Regions from separate parts of the Mus musculus genome. Here region 2 is linked to region 1. The links are chromatin contacts, called in public promoter capture Hi-C maps. All regions are on one chromosome and are shown on one strand. Each heading gives the region's core, a stretch centred on a gene start, on an enhancer-like site or on the middle of the called end of the contact. The rest is flanking DNA. Distances are from core to core; before and after follow the strand shown. Region 1 overlaps Gm12694 (a long non-coding RNA gene). Region 2 holds the start of Cyp2j5 (cytochrome P450, family 2, subfamily j, polypeptide 5).

Evidence for each region. Promoter capture Hi-C pulls out the DNA fragments that hold promoters and counts their contacts.
Region 2: a promoter capture Hi-C map of liver shows a contact between it and region 1, with 4 times the contacts expected there. The contact joins the promoter of Cyp2j5 here to the enhancer-like site in region 1. A contact is called at or near these places in 8 of 39 promoter capture datasets (the 3T3-L1 cell line, 3T3-L1-derived adipocytes, cranial neural crest and 4 more) and 3 of 484 Hi-C or Micro-C datasets (adipose-derived mesenchymal stem cells, embryonic stem cells and pro-B cells).

The regions. Positions count from the first base shown.
Region 1 is chr4:95,001,728-95,009,382 of GRCm38.p6, forward strand. The region is part of intron 2 of Gm12694 (a long non-coding RNA gene); the gene reads left to right. Among named protein-coding and RNA genes, the nearest start is that of Gm12694, 26 kb to the left of the region's middle. Within about 2 kb of position 3,709, at least 11 of the 459 cell types and tissues checked have an H3K27ac peak or open chromatin away from gene starts, as enhancers often do. A contact at or near this core is called in liver, where this site is marked.
Region 2 is chr4:96,661,490-96,669,144 of GRCm38.p6, forward strand. It overlaps Cyp2j5 (cytochrome P450, family 2, subfamily j, polypeptide 5), which reads right to left and starts at 2,630. Exons shown (of 9, transcript NM_010007.4): 1 at 2,312-2,630; 2 at 1,623-1,785. The coding sequence starts at 2,521.

The DNA of each region.
Region 1 (7,655 bases), core at 2,459-4,958:
TAAAGCTGGAAGAGGGCCTTGCTGCTCACTAGCAACAGATTCATGGTTCTCAGGGATCAGAGGCTCAGATCAGCATCTTCTGGAGGGACAACTTCCTCACTTTCCTCAACAGTGCTCTCCAAGGGCATCTGAGACTTACTTCTTCAGGAATGGTTTCTTTTATTCACTTATTGTATGCAAAATAATCCACACATGCTATTTTATCTCAATCTCAAAACAAGCATGATACCTGATCCCAGAACCCTTCTGGATACCCATTACCACAGGCAGTACTGGACCCTGTGTGTGCTATGTTTCTTCCTATACATTATGTTCCTCTGTGTATGTTCCTATAAATTAGGTATACAGAGAGATTAGTGATACTACTAATAAGATAGAACAAATATAAAAATACTATAAATACTCTTAAAACATGACTTTGTAGACTTTTCTACTTAATATTTTGGGGCTGCGATCTAATGTCACTAAATAAAATTAGATTCTTGGGTAAAGGTGACTGCTGTAAGAGATATTCTATCCCAGTTTCTACTTAACTGATTCAAATTTGAGCATAATTAAACAGCTAAAGAACCCATTAGAAATCCGGGAGCCAGTAAGCAGAGAACTGGCTCCAGCCTTCTTGCCCTCAGGTATGGAGACTCAGTGAATGCCTGGTGTCAGGCAGATCTCTCATTCTTCCTTGAGAACATTCCTGTCCATTTACTGCACATGCACATTTGCCTTGGTTCTGTGATATGTGCCCAGAATGTAATGCCAAGGGTAAGAAATACCGTGCCCCAGTCCTTGACCTTCCACTGTCTAATGATGGGTGTTTGATAAATCCTCTCAGCTTTGAAAAGGGTCCTGAGGAATGAAGTATGAAGCACATCTCGCCTCGTCCATGGTACAGCCCAGTGTGTGCTTTTCCCAAAGGCACGGGCACAGAAAGAACACATCCAGAAAGAATCCCAACTCTCTGGGAAGTAGCTTAGGATGGCACAAATAAGATTGGAATGAAAATGTAGAACTCTTAAAATGCCAGAGACCCGTTTCGTGAATTTACTATTATTTCACAAGCAGAATAGGTGAAGGCATTCTGTGTATGGTGTGGAGGAAGGACATATACCTTGTGAAGTGCAGGTGGTGTTCTTCGAGGTACGATTACAGATACTGCTTACTAATCATTGACTGTATCCTAGGCTTACTTTAATCATTTTATGTGCTAGTACACTCTATGGAGGTGTTGGTGCAGTGGGTCACACTGAGGAACCCTGAAAGGACTTTAGGAAAGTTGTCTGAAGAGCGAAGTCTGCTGTTTATCATATCATCATTGCCATTGTCACAATTCTTTATGAGTTCATTGAGAATTTTATCATATATTTTCCTCATGCACCCCGTCTCTTCCATATCTAACATTTGGGAATTTGGAAGAGAAAGGGGGTCTCACTCTATGACTTTGACTGGCCCAGTGCTTAACTATGAAGACCAGGTTGGACTTAAGCTCATAGTAGTCTTTTGGCCTCAGCATTCTGAGTGCTAGGATTACAAATATGAGCCGCCATGCCTCTCTTCCAAGATCATTAAAAAAAAAAAAGTAAGGTCTGGTATTAAGACTCTGAGTTGCATGATAAAGCTTAAATGAGCATGCGCTGTTTTATTACCAGCTATAATGATATTTCCTGTAAATACATTTTGTCTTACTTATACCTCCAGCTGTGTGGTGATAAATGTACAGGTGTTTCTTCTAGAAAACAGGCTTGAAGGGAAAGGTGACAGCTGACATGTATAAATTACAAAGGGGGTGGGCAGTGGTGACGCACGCCTTTAATCCCAGCACTTGGGAGGCAGAGGCAGGTGGATTTCTGAGTTCGAGGCCAGCCTGGTCTACAAAGTGAGTTCCAGGACAGCCAGGGCTATACAGAGAAACCCTGTCTCAAAAAACAAAACAAAAACCAAAACCACCACCACCACCACCACCACCACCACCACCACCAACAACAACAACAACAACAACAACAAAAAAAACCAAAACCAAACAAACAAATTACAAAGGGAAGGAATTTGACTGTGGACAAAATATGGTATGAGCCCCGTTGGATCTACTGGACGGAGCAACTTTCTACTCTAATGTGAATGCCTGGGCTTAAACTGAGGTGAGGTAACTTTGCATAACTATGCTCATTTCTTCTCTGACAATCTGATAGTTAAGTCACGTTGTGGCAGATGAGTAGAGGTTCTCCTTATCAGTTAAGAACAAAGGATGGGCAAGCTTAGGATTCTGCCCATGGACACAAGGCCCTGAGACAAAGTGCTGAGGGGGAGGGAAGGCTCCCCAGGTGATGGGAGTGTTTGGAGACACAGGGATACCTAACAGTATCTGGAGACTCGACGGCTGATTCAATGGTTATTTACTGAGTGACTCCTCTATGTCAGGTGACACATCATAGAAATAATGTGTGGCTGTCATCCAGAAATTCATTGTTAGAGGTTGAAATATACGTCTGAAATCCCTATGGGGAAGTCCTGATCCCCTGGTACCTCATAATGCGACTGGATTCACCAATAAGGCTTTTAAAAAGGTAATACAGGTAGCAAGAAATGAGTCAGGTGGGCCTTAGTCCAGAAATACGGTGTCATTCTAGACTATGGCATGGAAGGCAGGACTTCTTGCACAGGAGAAGAGAAGCGTCAGAAGAAGTCACCCTGCTAACCCTTTAATCTACATCTTCTAGCCTCCAGGACGGTGGGAAAATAAATTCCTGTTGCTTAATTGGACAACTTGTGGTATTTTGTCATGGCAGTTCTAGGAAATGAATGCATGCTGGGAATATAAATTTTGCAAGATGTAGTTTCCTGGACTTCAAATGTCCATGCTACAGGGAGACCTTAGACAAGCACTGGTGATTCTGGGCTGTGATGTAGCGCAGTTGCCTTTAGCTGGGTGCAGGTGAGTTTGGCCATAACCCTAAACTTTTTTTTTTACATGTTTTCACATATTTTTTGACTTATTTACTTTGACCTTCATATCACCCAATGGCATGACTCTGATGCCTGAAGGAGGTCCCTTTCTGTGCTATCTGGTTGATACATTCCTCTCTGCTCCACCCAGGGACAATCTGTTGACCTTCAAATACTCCTCCATATTTCAATTCTGCCCTTCCCCTTCCACTCAGTTTCTTCTGTCTCTTCAATATGGACCATTTGTCTTGTTTAATTCCTTATTTCCCTAAACCAATACCCTATGTAGCCATATAGGCATATGCATATACAGGTTGTTTCACTTTTCTGTTAGTGTGCTTGCCTTCTGTATACAAATCTCTCTCTCTCTCTCTCTCTCTCTCTCTCTCTCTCTCTCTCTCTCTCTCTCTCTCTCTTTCTTGTTAGGTTGGTTGTATACTTTCAGAGCTCAACTTGATGCCCAGCATAGAGTTTTGCTCCAAATCTAGTAGAATATGGGAGTGGAATTAGAATGGGCCCTAGACTCTGGGTTCTTTCTTTGCTATAACCTACAAGAACAAAGAACATTCATCCAGAAAAAAAAAAAGAAAAAAAAAGAAAAACAGAAAAAAAGAATGACTTTACAGGGTAGCGTGTAGACGGGTTGTACACACACGCATGAGTAACTGTGTTATCTTCAGTAATGATTTTAGCTCTGACACTAGACCACCTCCATTATACCAGTCAGCCAGCAGTGTGATGACCAATTTTCCAAATGATTAACCAAATGTTTGCTTTGCTCAATCTAACAGAGCAATTAGAGAGAATGGTGGTGAGACCAGGACGAGAAGTCTTAGAGAGCAGAGAAGGGAGCAGTCCTAAGCAAAGAACAATGGAGCTTGCTTTTAAGATCGTCTTTTAAGAAAGATGAGTGGAGTTCATGAGTATTCCAGAGAGTGAATGGCTCAGGCCACGTCATGAGACTTGGGATTGTGCAATAAAGATCAAGAGGACATGAGCATGTTGGGGGTAGGGGATAGGTAGAAAATTAAAGGTCACAACCAACATCTTTGTGCACAACATTTGTTTACATTTGAAATATTTATAGAAAGTTTTAGATTTGAGCATTGTTTATACTACCAAAATATTGGAAATGTCCAAGATATGAGAAAAGATAAAGTATGATGCATTTATTCAGTATAATATAATAGCTATATGATTAAATATGGTTGTAATAAAGATCTTGATATAACTATGTCTTTTGAGTAATCATAAATGAAATAGCAGGGTTTGGCTTGATCATATGTATTTAAAAATAAAATAAATTATAATCAGAGGAATCAAATGTAGGAAATAATGTCAGTGATGGTCATTTGGGTGATGCCCTTCTACGCTGTTATAGCTTATTTTGTGCTTTTCAGTTATCTACAATGGAAATGAAAGTCTCACGATGGACCTTTGAAAGATCCAGCAAGGCCTGGTAGTGCAGGACTGTAGTTCCAGCTCCTGAGTGAATCAGAAGGATCAGAAGTTCAATGCCTATCAGGGCTTCATGTGCATTCAAGCTGTTTGGTTTACAGGGTGAGTGTAAGGTCAGTCTGGACAAGTTGGCAACACCCTGTTCAAATTTTTTTTTAAGTAAAGAACAAAAATTCTGGGGGGATGCATGTCAGTGGCAGGATGCTCGCCCATCACGTATGAGGCCCCTGGCTCAACCCCTAGCACCACACGTGATAGGAAAGAAAATGCTCGTGTCCTGCCCCCAAGATTTCTGATGTCAGTCCTTTACAGTTTATGGTTAAAAGACGAAGTTTGTAGGAACCTTGTGTGACCAGAAGAGAAAAGGCCACAAAGGCCGGGCGTGGTGGCACACGCCTTTAATCCCAGCACTTGGGAGGCAGAGGCAGGCGGATTTCTGAGTTCAAGGCCAGTCTGGTCTACAGAGTGAGTTCCAGGACAGCCAGGGCTACACAGAGAAACCCTGTCTCAAAAAAAGAAAAGAAGAAAAAAAAAAAAAAAGAAAGAAAGAAAAGAAAATTAAAAAAAAAAAAGGAAAAAAAAGGCCACAATATCACTGAGAGACAAAGAAAAGATCAAGAAAGAAAACAAAAGACCAATGGCTGTAATTTTGTCTGTCCTTATCTAAAACTGAGAGGCGATATCAATTGTTAGTCTTTCTAGTGAACTCTGGGCCCAAAGGGTAGAAAGAGGGTTAAGTCCCACCACAACCCAACACCACTTTCAGTCTCACTGAAAGCTTCCCACTGACTTTTAGTCTCTAAGCAGACAGTGCTAGCGCAGTGTCACACACGGTTCAGCCAACCCCTTCCAGTCCATTTGAGTTCTGTCCTTCTGTATGAACCTGCTGAGAACAGATAATTCTCCATGAGACACTTCTGCTATTCTCTGACCCTCTCTATATGAGGTTTAATGAGACCACATGTAATGTCTGCATCGCTGTCTCCTCCACACCGGACACAAGCCCCCACACACGTAAACACTGGAATCCTGACACAGGGCTGCACATAAGCAAACACTGTAAACATCAATGAACACACAAGGGAAGGACTGAATGCATGTTCCTTGAGTTTTCCCCTCCTGGTAATGGGTCCCAGTTCTGTCTTAGTAAATCCTTCCTGACGTGGTTTCTGAACTTTCATTTACCATCCTACACCTCATATTAAAATGCCGAGCTCACGAATCTGCACAATAGTTCTCACCCAATCCATGGGATCTTCAGCTTCTCCAGAATGATCTATTTCAGAGGGAGATGATCTTCCCCAGGGAAGAGCACACCAACTGACTCTCCTGTACCAGATTGTCAGCCCTGAAATCATACATGCAAGTAACATTATATGGCCTGAACAGGCTACATTTAGGTATATATGTCTACATATATATGCATGTGATAACAATTAGTGAGAGGAAAGGAGGCCATGGGTTTGAAGGAGAGCAGAGGGGTCACAGCAGAGTTTGAAGGGAGGAAAAGGAAGGGAGAGATGTAATTATCTTATGACCTCAAAAATAAAGAAGGATGACCCATTGTTTTGTGATGTGACTCAAGATTTTCATGACCACTGTGAAAGTCACTGGTGTTCAAGATGCATGTAATTTGCAGGGTTAGGGCTTGGAGTGCATGGGAGCAACCCAGCGGCACCATTTCTAGTTACACGACTGAAGACCTTACACAACACTGTGCAAAAGACAGCACAGTCAGCCAGAAGTCCTTTAACGGCCAAGGACTCTGTCACTCAGAGTCCCTATTCTGCATGCTCCTTATTCGTCAAATGGAGATAATTAATAGTCCATGCCTTGGAGAGTCGTTGGGGACTCATCAAAGCATGCATGGGAACAATCACTGAGACCTTCAGTAAATTACTCAAGTCTCTGATTCTCAGAACACTGCCCGAGTCCTAGCTTTCTCTCCATGCCTGCCCATTCCAGATTGCTGTCAGTCAATCTAGCAAATGCTTTCGTTCTTTCGCTAATCCTCAACTTCTTTTTTTAGATTAAGAGTAATTACTCCCAAATGTATACATGAAAGCCTGACTCTTGCCTAACATACATCAAACCATCTGTACATATGTGTCTAGGTTTTATTTATTATTCTTCATTAAATCTATTTCAAGTGAAAACAGTCAGTTTGCCTAAGCATTAAATTATCTCAGCACAGCGGCGTTGCTCTGCTGCCATTTTCCACCAGAGGTCACTGTTTCTCTAGGAAGGGGTCAGCCTAGCGTTTAAAACCAGACAGATCTTTTGGGAAGGTGATGTTTCTCCCGCGATCACAGAATTAAGTGCATACCAAAGTACTAGGAGTATAAGGATGGTGCCATTTCGATTTTACTTCCTGGATAAAAGTTCCAGCTATTGCCGAAATGCTAAAGGCCTGTGTCCTGCAAGGGCCTTTTAGACAGTTTAGTACAGGGGTCTCACAAATGAGACCAAGCTCAATCTGGTTTCGTACGCTTTTGTTGTTATTTATTTTGTCACACACATGTTGATTACTATTGTTATTACTGGGCAGATAGATTAACCACAAGATCACACATTAAAAAAATATAGATTTAATAACAATCCTTAAAAAAATAACCCCAAAATCCTCACAATGCCAAGTCCACCAGCCCTTATGGCAACAGCTTCTAGAACTCATTTAATTCACACCATTATTCAACAAGGCACATGCTGGTCTGCTCACTAGTTCCCATTTAGCCCCCTGTATCTACCTGAACCTCAGAACTGGAGTATGTGACCCAAATGTTCTGCTACACACCCTTCGTGATGACACTGGAGTCGAGAAGTAAGGAGTTGCTTACTCAAGGTCACACCATGAATGAGGTGCTGTGTTCAGCTCCCGGGCCTCCCAGTACGGATGGCTGTGGTCAGTTCCCACTCCAGCAGATTCTCAGACACAGGCTGGTCCTGACCCCCAGATATGCCTTAGTTAGTACCTCCAGTCCTTTCTTCCTCTTTTCCAGCAGGCTAGGGTTCCAAGGAGGATGAAAGAGGCCAGGAAGGCAGACTCAGTAACATCTGAGGCTTTGGGGGTACAAAGAGAAGGGGTCCTGGAGAAAAGGGAGAAAAGCAATCCGCCACAGGACCCTATTCTTGGTGGCTACTGTTCTCTAAATTCTAGTTTGACTTCTTAGCCTCCCAATTTCTTTCGTTGATCATAAAGAATATCAGGGTTTTGATTTGCTCATCTGTAAAATGGGAGCATGATTGCATTGTAGGAGTGG
Region 2 (7,655 bases), core at 1,380-3,879, 1.7 Mb after region 1:
TTTAGAGCCCTCAATGCCAGTCCCCAGTGATCACCACTCCTCCAACAAGGCAATATCTCTTAATCCTTCCCAAACTTTTCAACCAACTGAAGTCCAAGAATTCAAATATATGAGCCTAGGCAATCTATTCTCATTCAAACCACCATACCTACCTACCATAGATATATATTAATTTCCATGTTTATTGTTATTGTACTTGTGATAGCAAAGCAGCCCAGAGGAGTGTCAACAGATTAATGGAGATGAGAAGGCAATAAATATACAAACTAGAATATTCTTTAGTTGCAAAGTAAAATGAGATTGTCAGGAAAATTGATGCTTTTGGAAAATGTAATTAAAGATGATGACCAAACTCAGAATGAAAAATACATGCACATGTTCTCTCACATGCCTTACTTTGCATGCATGTAATTATCTATATAAGTATAAGTATATATACAACTTAGAAAAGACGTCAAGAAATGGAAATACTAGCTTATGAGGAGACATCTATTGCAGGCAAAAGTATACAATAGTCTTGAAAGAGGTTATATAAACTTGCTAGTTTACTTTCTTTTTTTCTTAATCATTTTGTTTACATTTCAAATGTTATACCCTTTCCCTGTCTCTCCTCCATGAACCCCCTACCCAATTCCCCTCCCCTTTGCCTCTAAGAAGGTGTTCCCTCACCCACTCCTTACCATATCTTGAAATACTGGAAATCTTGAACATGAGGTTGAAAACCTCTTCTTTCATCTACCTTAATTTTTGAGCATTGTAAACCCTTACAACATTGTAAACCCTTACAACAAAACTGTTGATACTGACTCTCTAGCTCTACTTTAAACTAAAACACCTTAAACACAACTATTTTACTTTACAAATTTAAGGCATTTCAGACAGCACTCTGTGGTCCTGTTTATTACCTTTCTAGTTACAATTCCTCATAGAAGCCAACAACACATGGCTCTCCATCGGGAAATGCAGGCAGCTTCCTTTAAAATGATAACGTTTCACAATGGAATTTCTTACCAATTCTTATACAGTTGTGGATGACAAGGTAAGTGTAATACACCATAAAAAATATAAAGTGAACATTACTGTGGTCAAGAAACTTGTTGCAGTAAATCTCTCCAACCTAATTATGCCAGGGCAATGAAAACACAATACAATTAATATAAATCCATGCTGTGTGCCTAGATTGGACAGATCTATGGCTACACTACCATCTTCTCCTTCTATGAGATCCCTTAGAACTTGCAGTTTCTCCAGGCCATGTGCTTCTGCTCTGCCTTTCTTCTTCTTCTTCTTCTTCTTCTTCTTCTTCTTCTTCTTCTTCTTCTTCTTCTTCTTCTTCTTCTTCTTCTTCTTCTTCTTCTTCTTCCTCTTCCTCTTCCTCTTCCTCTTCCTCTGTATCCTCTCCCTCTTCCATTTTCTCCTTCTTCTCTCCCCCACCTTCTGCTCCACTTTCCCTTTTATCTGCCCAATCATCAGCTCCCCTTTATTTTACAAATTAAGGTGGGAAGCAGGTTTACAGGAAATCACCTGAGTGCTGACTCATTCTTTGTTCGAAACCACTCACAGGAGAATAGAATTACCATCAAATATAATTAGCCCCAAGGCTATCCACGACAGAAACTTACCATTTTTACCTGTGATTCGTTCTCTAACCGGTGTCATAAAGCGATTCACAAAATTTTGGTCCAGGTGGGTAAACATTTCTTTGATTAAAGGCAGTCCTGATACAACCACCACTGGTGATTGGCCCAACTCCAGACTAAATACATTCCCATATTTCTTCACAAACTGTAAAATATTTCAATAGTCAGAGTTAAGTGTGTGAATGTCTGAGGATCTAATATAATAATGTCAGGCATGTGTGTTAGTGGACTTATAGTGAAGTTCTATATGTTTTTGTGAGAACATGAAAATTATTCTGTGGAGAGCTCACATCCCCCATTCAAGTAAGTAAATAAACATAGAAAAAGATGTAAACTTAAAGTGAGTCCTTTTGACCTAAGTTCTTTAAGAAACAATAGACCAAATAAAATATACAAGATTAGATAAACAAACAAAAACTCTACTACTCCAGAGCAGTGGAACAGGTTTACAAAACAGGTACTACTTTCATGGTGCCAACATTTTAAAAGGAAAAATAATGGAGTCTATTGACTGGAGGAGACAGAAGTTGTAGTGAGTTTAGCAGATGCACAGAACAAGCTTTAGAGTCCTGTAGCCCTGTCCTCCTGTCTGGGCTGTTGGGAATATTACCAACCCTGCAATTTTGGATTAGTGTCATGATACAGACAAGACACTCTCAGCCCCATCTTACCTGCTGAAGCACCAAGTGGGTTTGCTTAGTGTCTATTTGAAAGAAGTTGCCCACAAAGGGCAGACGCCATGGCCCTGGTGGGTAGTTTTTGGGGTGACGGCTTCTGAGGATGTTAATCAGGAACAGGAAAGTGACAACAGCCAGTACCAGAGTCTTGAGATGGAGTGCTTCCCAGAAGGTGGTCACCAGGGAGCTCAAAAACATAATCATATTTGGGATCCTTGCACACTCCTCTGTAGAAAAGAAAATGGGGAACAGTAGGCTCTCTATGACAGGGTTACAGTGGACATTCTCACCCCTTCCTGCCCCTTGATGATCTTCCAAGTACAAGCCCTGCTGTGGCTTGGATTACCCACTGTTGGGTGAAGCAGCCTGGTTATTTATTTCTAGAAATCGTCAATATCGGGTGGGAATAGACCACACTGAGGGAAATTGCTTACTTATAAAGAACTGTTTTGGATGACAGGGAGATTCCTAGGTTTATGATTTTCATACTCAGACCCCAGTCTTTGACCTGCTGTTTTCCAGTCAGCATTTTACCCAGTGACCATAACCTGCCTGGTAAACAGACATTTCTGCTGATTTTTTCAGGGCACTCATCTCTTTACATACGCTCTGTACATTTTAGGATCATGAAGTTGGTATAAGTTATTCAGGGGATGGTCTTTTACTAAGTAAATTATTTCCTTTGGCAGTTCTTCATATATAAATTTTACATTATGACTTACTCTCACTCTGCCACTCTTCTCTTTCTCTCTGACCCCATCAACATTCTCTTTTCTTTTTATGTTTTGGGGGTTTTTCATTTTGTTTTGTTTTTCTTTTCTTTTTCTATGTTCATGGCGTACCATTTTGTTTGTTACCCACTGAGTTTAATCAGAGTTTCCTGTGGGAACAGAAGTATGTAAATATTCAACAGAACATAGTGGGACCACCAATGAGCTCACATCTGAAGGTAATGATGTTCTCATTTCCCAGCATCCATCAGTAGGCAATATTTAATTAGGGAGAGATAAGGCCCCTTCAGCCCTTCTCCTATCCATGACTGGGCATTGTTAGGTATAGTCCTATGCAGTCCCAGTGCACCAGGCAAACACAGATACTATGAGTTTATAATTACTATGGACAATACATGTTCAGAACATAGCATTTTGAAATTCTCATGCAGTCTTCCAACTCTATTAAGATTTTCTGTCCATTTAATAATAGTCTCTTAGCTTTAGATGGAATAGTATAAAGATCCCATTTAGATTTTAGCACCCAAATGACCTATACTCTCAGGAACTTGAGCAGTTAAAAGTGCCTGTATCCACTGTTACTCATTAACTGAGAGTACCTTTCCTTTGTGGGTATAAATATAGATTTTTACAAGGCAGTTTGGTGCCAAATTAATACAGCTAAAGTACAGCAGTCAATTCATGCCTAGGACCTATGACCTACATGACATTGGGTTTTGTCAGGTTTATAGTACAAAGTAGCATAAGCAGGAGATGAACTTGATAGCATTGGCTCACATTGAGGGAACACCGGTTAAACATTATTATGTGTCACCCAGCACTGACACTGACAAATATGGCTGTTTATGGAAGTATTTTAAAGATAACACAGGATCTTACTAAGCTCCTAGCACTGAATATTTTTAGGTTCTCAGATGTGTTTTAATTGAATGTCTTGTTTCTAATTACTTACTTTTTCTTTCATTCCCTCTCTCCCTTACTATTTTACACCTTTCAAAGCTTGAACCCAGGGCCTTGAGCATGCTAGACAATTACATTGCCATTGAGATGCATTCCCTGCCCTGAGAAATTCCCCGTTGAGATTTAATCTAATTTCAATCAGGTTGGCTAAAAGAAAAAAGAAAAAGAAAGAAAGGAAGGAAGAAAGAAGGAAAGAAAGAAAGAAAGAAAGAAAGAAAGAAAGAAAGAAAGAGAGAAAGAGAGAAAGAAAGAGAAAAAGAAAGAAAGACTAGAGAAGAAGGAAGAAAAGGAGGAGAAGAAGATGAAGAAATAATGTTTGAACAAATATAGGGTGGGAAACACTTATTTGATGTGGGCAAAAATAAAACTGGTGAAGCCATTACATGATTCAGTATGGAGGTTCCACAAAAAGCTAGAAATAGGTCTGCTAGAAATAGTTTCTATTTGGGCACATATTCAAATGACTCTGAATCTTACTACAGAGATACTTACACATTTGTGTTCATTGATGTTCTAGTCATTATAGGCACAGAAAACAGCATATATGCCCACCAACTGATGAATGGATAATGAAAATGAGTATATTTATATGATGACATGTTATTCAGTTGTTCATAAAAACAAACTATTAAATAATCAAGTACGTTGATGGAGCTGAAAAATATTCTGACTGATGTAACACAAGAACAGAAAGACAAATGTAACATTTTCTCATTTGTTGATGCTAGCATTGAATCGTTAGACACAGCCACAGAGGTCACAAAACTATTCAGAGTCCATGGATGCCAGGGACTGGGATAAGGATGGAGATTTAAATGGAGGAGACATAAAGAGAGAATACAAAGACAACAAGAATGCAGAGTCCTTAGTCCCAGGGACCATTGTAGGAAAGTGTAAGAGCCAGATGCAGTGGATGACTACAACAAAGCAATCTTCTCTGTACAGCTGTACTACAAACTTACAGGTATTATGAAGAAATGTGCAAAACCTTCACAAACCCAAGCCAGTCAAATTTCTGCATACAGAAAGAAGGTGGACATCATATCCCACATGTAGCTAAGGAGTTTTTGTCAACTGACAGCTGCTGGTAGAGAGAAAGAGATGGTTTTCTTTAAGAGTATGGCAGGTTTTAGCTTAATGATACTGAAGTGTGTGGCTTCATATCCAGGTTTACATTACTAGTACAAATTGGACTTGATATTTTTTTAAAAAAAATAATAAAATATGAGGACAAAAATGAGTAGGAATGAAAAGGAAATGGGGATCTGAGAGGAGGTTGGAAAGGGATAAATTTGATGAAAACACCTTACATGAGATTCTCAAAGACTTTAAGAAAATATTTTGACCTTAGGCCCGAACTCAGTGGGCAGTCCCACGGTCCCCAGAGGACTCTCCACTTCCCAGGCACCCTAACAAGCCCAGGATCTTAGAATCACTGGTGAGTGGGACACATCTGTTCCAAAACAATAGTGATGGGTCTGTGCCAGCAGAACACAGGAAACTCACCCAACCAACACCTCAAGTTCCTTCTGGTTGATACTGGTATACCTTGGTTTGGAGCACAACAGATAGCCCAACAGTCCCCAGAGGAGATACCACATCCAGGCTCTGTAACATGCCCAGGATCTTAGGATCCCAGGATCTTGGTCACACCAGTATCTCAGGGTCTCAGAGGAAGCTTGACTGCCAAGAACTCTGACACACCCAGAATCTCAGGTTCACAGGGTCCTGGAATCACTGGATCAGAGAGAAAGCTGGACTTGGAGGAGTTCTGAATCAACTGGGACTACAGGAAGGACAGGCTCCAATCAGATATATTGAGGGCAGCAAGCACTTGAGATAATCAGATGGCAGGAGGAAAGCATAAGAACAGAAGCAACAGAAATCAAGGTCACTTGGCATAATCAGAACTGAACTCAACCATCATAGCAAGTCCTGGATACACCATCACACCAGAAAGCAAGATATGGATCTAAAGTCACTTCTTATGATGATTATGGAGAACTATAAGAAGGAAATAATAACTCCCTTAAAGAAATACAGGAGAACACATCCAATCAGGTGAAAGAATTGAATAAAACCATCCAGGATCTAAAAATGGAAGTAGAAATAATAAATAAACCACAAAGGAAAACCACTCTGGAAATAGAAAACCTAGGAAAGAAGTCAGGAACCATAGATGCCAGCATAACCAACAGAATACAAGAGACCGAAAAGAGAATCTCAGATGCAGAAGATACCATAGAAATCATTGACACAACAATCAAACAAAATGCAAAACACAAAAAGATCCTAAATCAAAACATCCAGGAATCCAGGACACAATGAGAAGACCAAACCTAAGGATAATTGGTATAGACAAGAAGGAAGATTTCCAACTTAAAGGGCCAGTAAATATCTTCAACAAAATTATAGAAGAAAACTTTCCCAAATTAAAGGAAGAGATGCCCATGAACATACAAGAAGCCTACAGAACTCCAAATAGACTGGACCAGAAAAGAAATTCCTCCTGACACATAATAATCAAAACACCAAATACACAAAACAAGAAATAATATTAAAAGCAGTAAGAGAAAAAGGTCAAGTAACATATAAATGCAGACCTATCAGAATTACACCAGACTTCTTCCCAGAGACTATGAAAGCTAGAAGATCCTGGGCAGATGTCATACAGACCCTAAGAGAACACAAATGCCAGCCCAGGCTACTATACTCAACAAAACTGTCAATTACCATAGGTGGAGAAAACAAGGTTTTCCATGACAAAACAAAATTTACAAAATATCTTTCCACAAATCCAGCCCATCAAAGGATAATAAAGGGAAAACTCAAATACAAAGAGGGAAACTAAAATCAAGAAAAAGCAAGAAAGTAATCCAACAAACCTAAAGAAGATAGCCACATTAACAGAATTCCAACTCTAACAACAAAAATAAGAGAAAGCAACAATGACTTTTCCTTAATATCTCTTAATATCAATGGACACAATTCCCCCAATAAAAAGACAAAAGACTAACAGACTGGTTATGTAAACAAGACCCAACTTTTTGCTGCACACATGAAACCCACCTCAGTGACAAAAACAGACACTACCTTAGAGTAAATGCTGGAAAACAATTTTCCAATCAAATGGTCCCAAGAAACAAGCTAGAGTAGCTATCCTAATATCGAATAAAATCGACTTTCAACCTAAAGTTCTCAAAAAAGATAAGGAGGGACACTTCTTATCATCAAAGGTAAAATTTACCTAGATGAACTCTCAATTCTGAACATCTATGCTCTAAATGCAAGGGCATCCACATTCATTAAGGAGACTTTGCTAAAACGCAAAAAACACATGGCACCTCACACAATAATAGTGGGAGACTTCAACACCCCACTCTCATCAATGGACAGATCCTGGAAACAAAAACTAAACAGAGACATAGTGAAACTAACAGAAGTTATGAAACAAATAGATTTAACAAATATCTATAGAACATTTCATCCTAAAACAAAAGGGTATACCTTTTTCTCAACACCTCATGGTGCCTTCTCCAAAACTGACCATATAATCATTCACCAAATAGGCCTCAGTAGATAGAAAAATATTGAAATAATCTCATGTACCCTATCAGATCACCAGAGACTAAGGCTGATCCTAAATA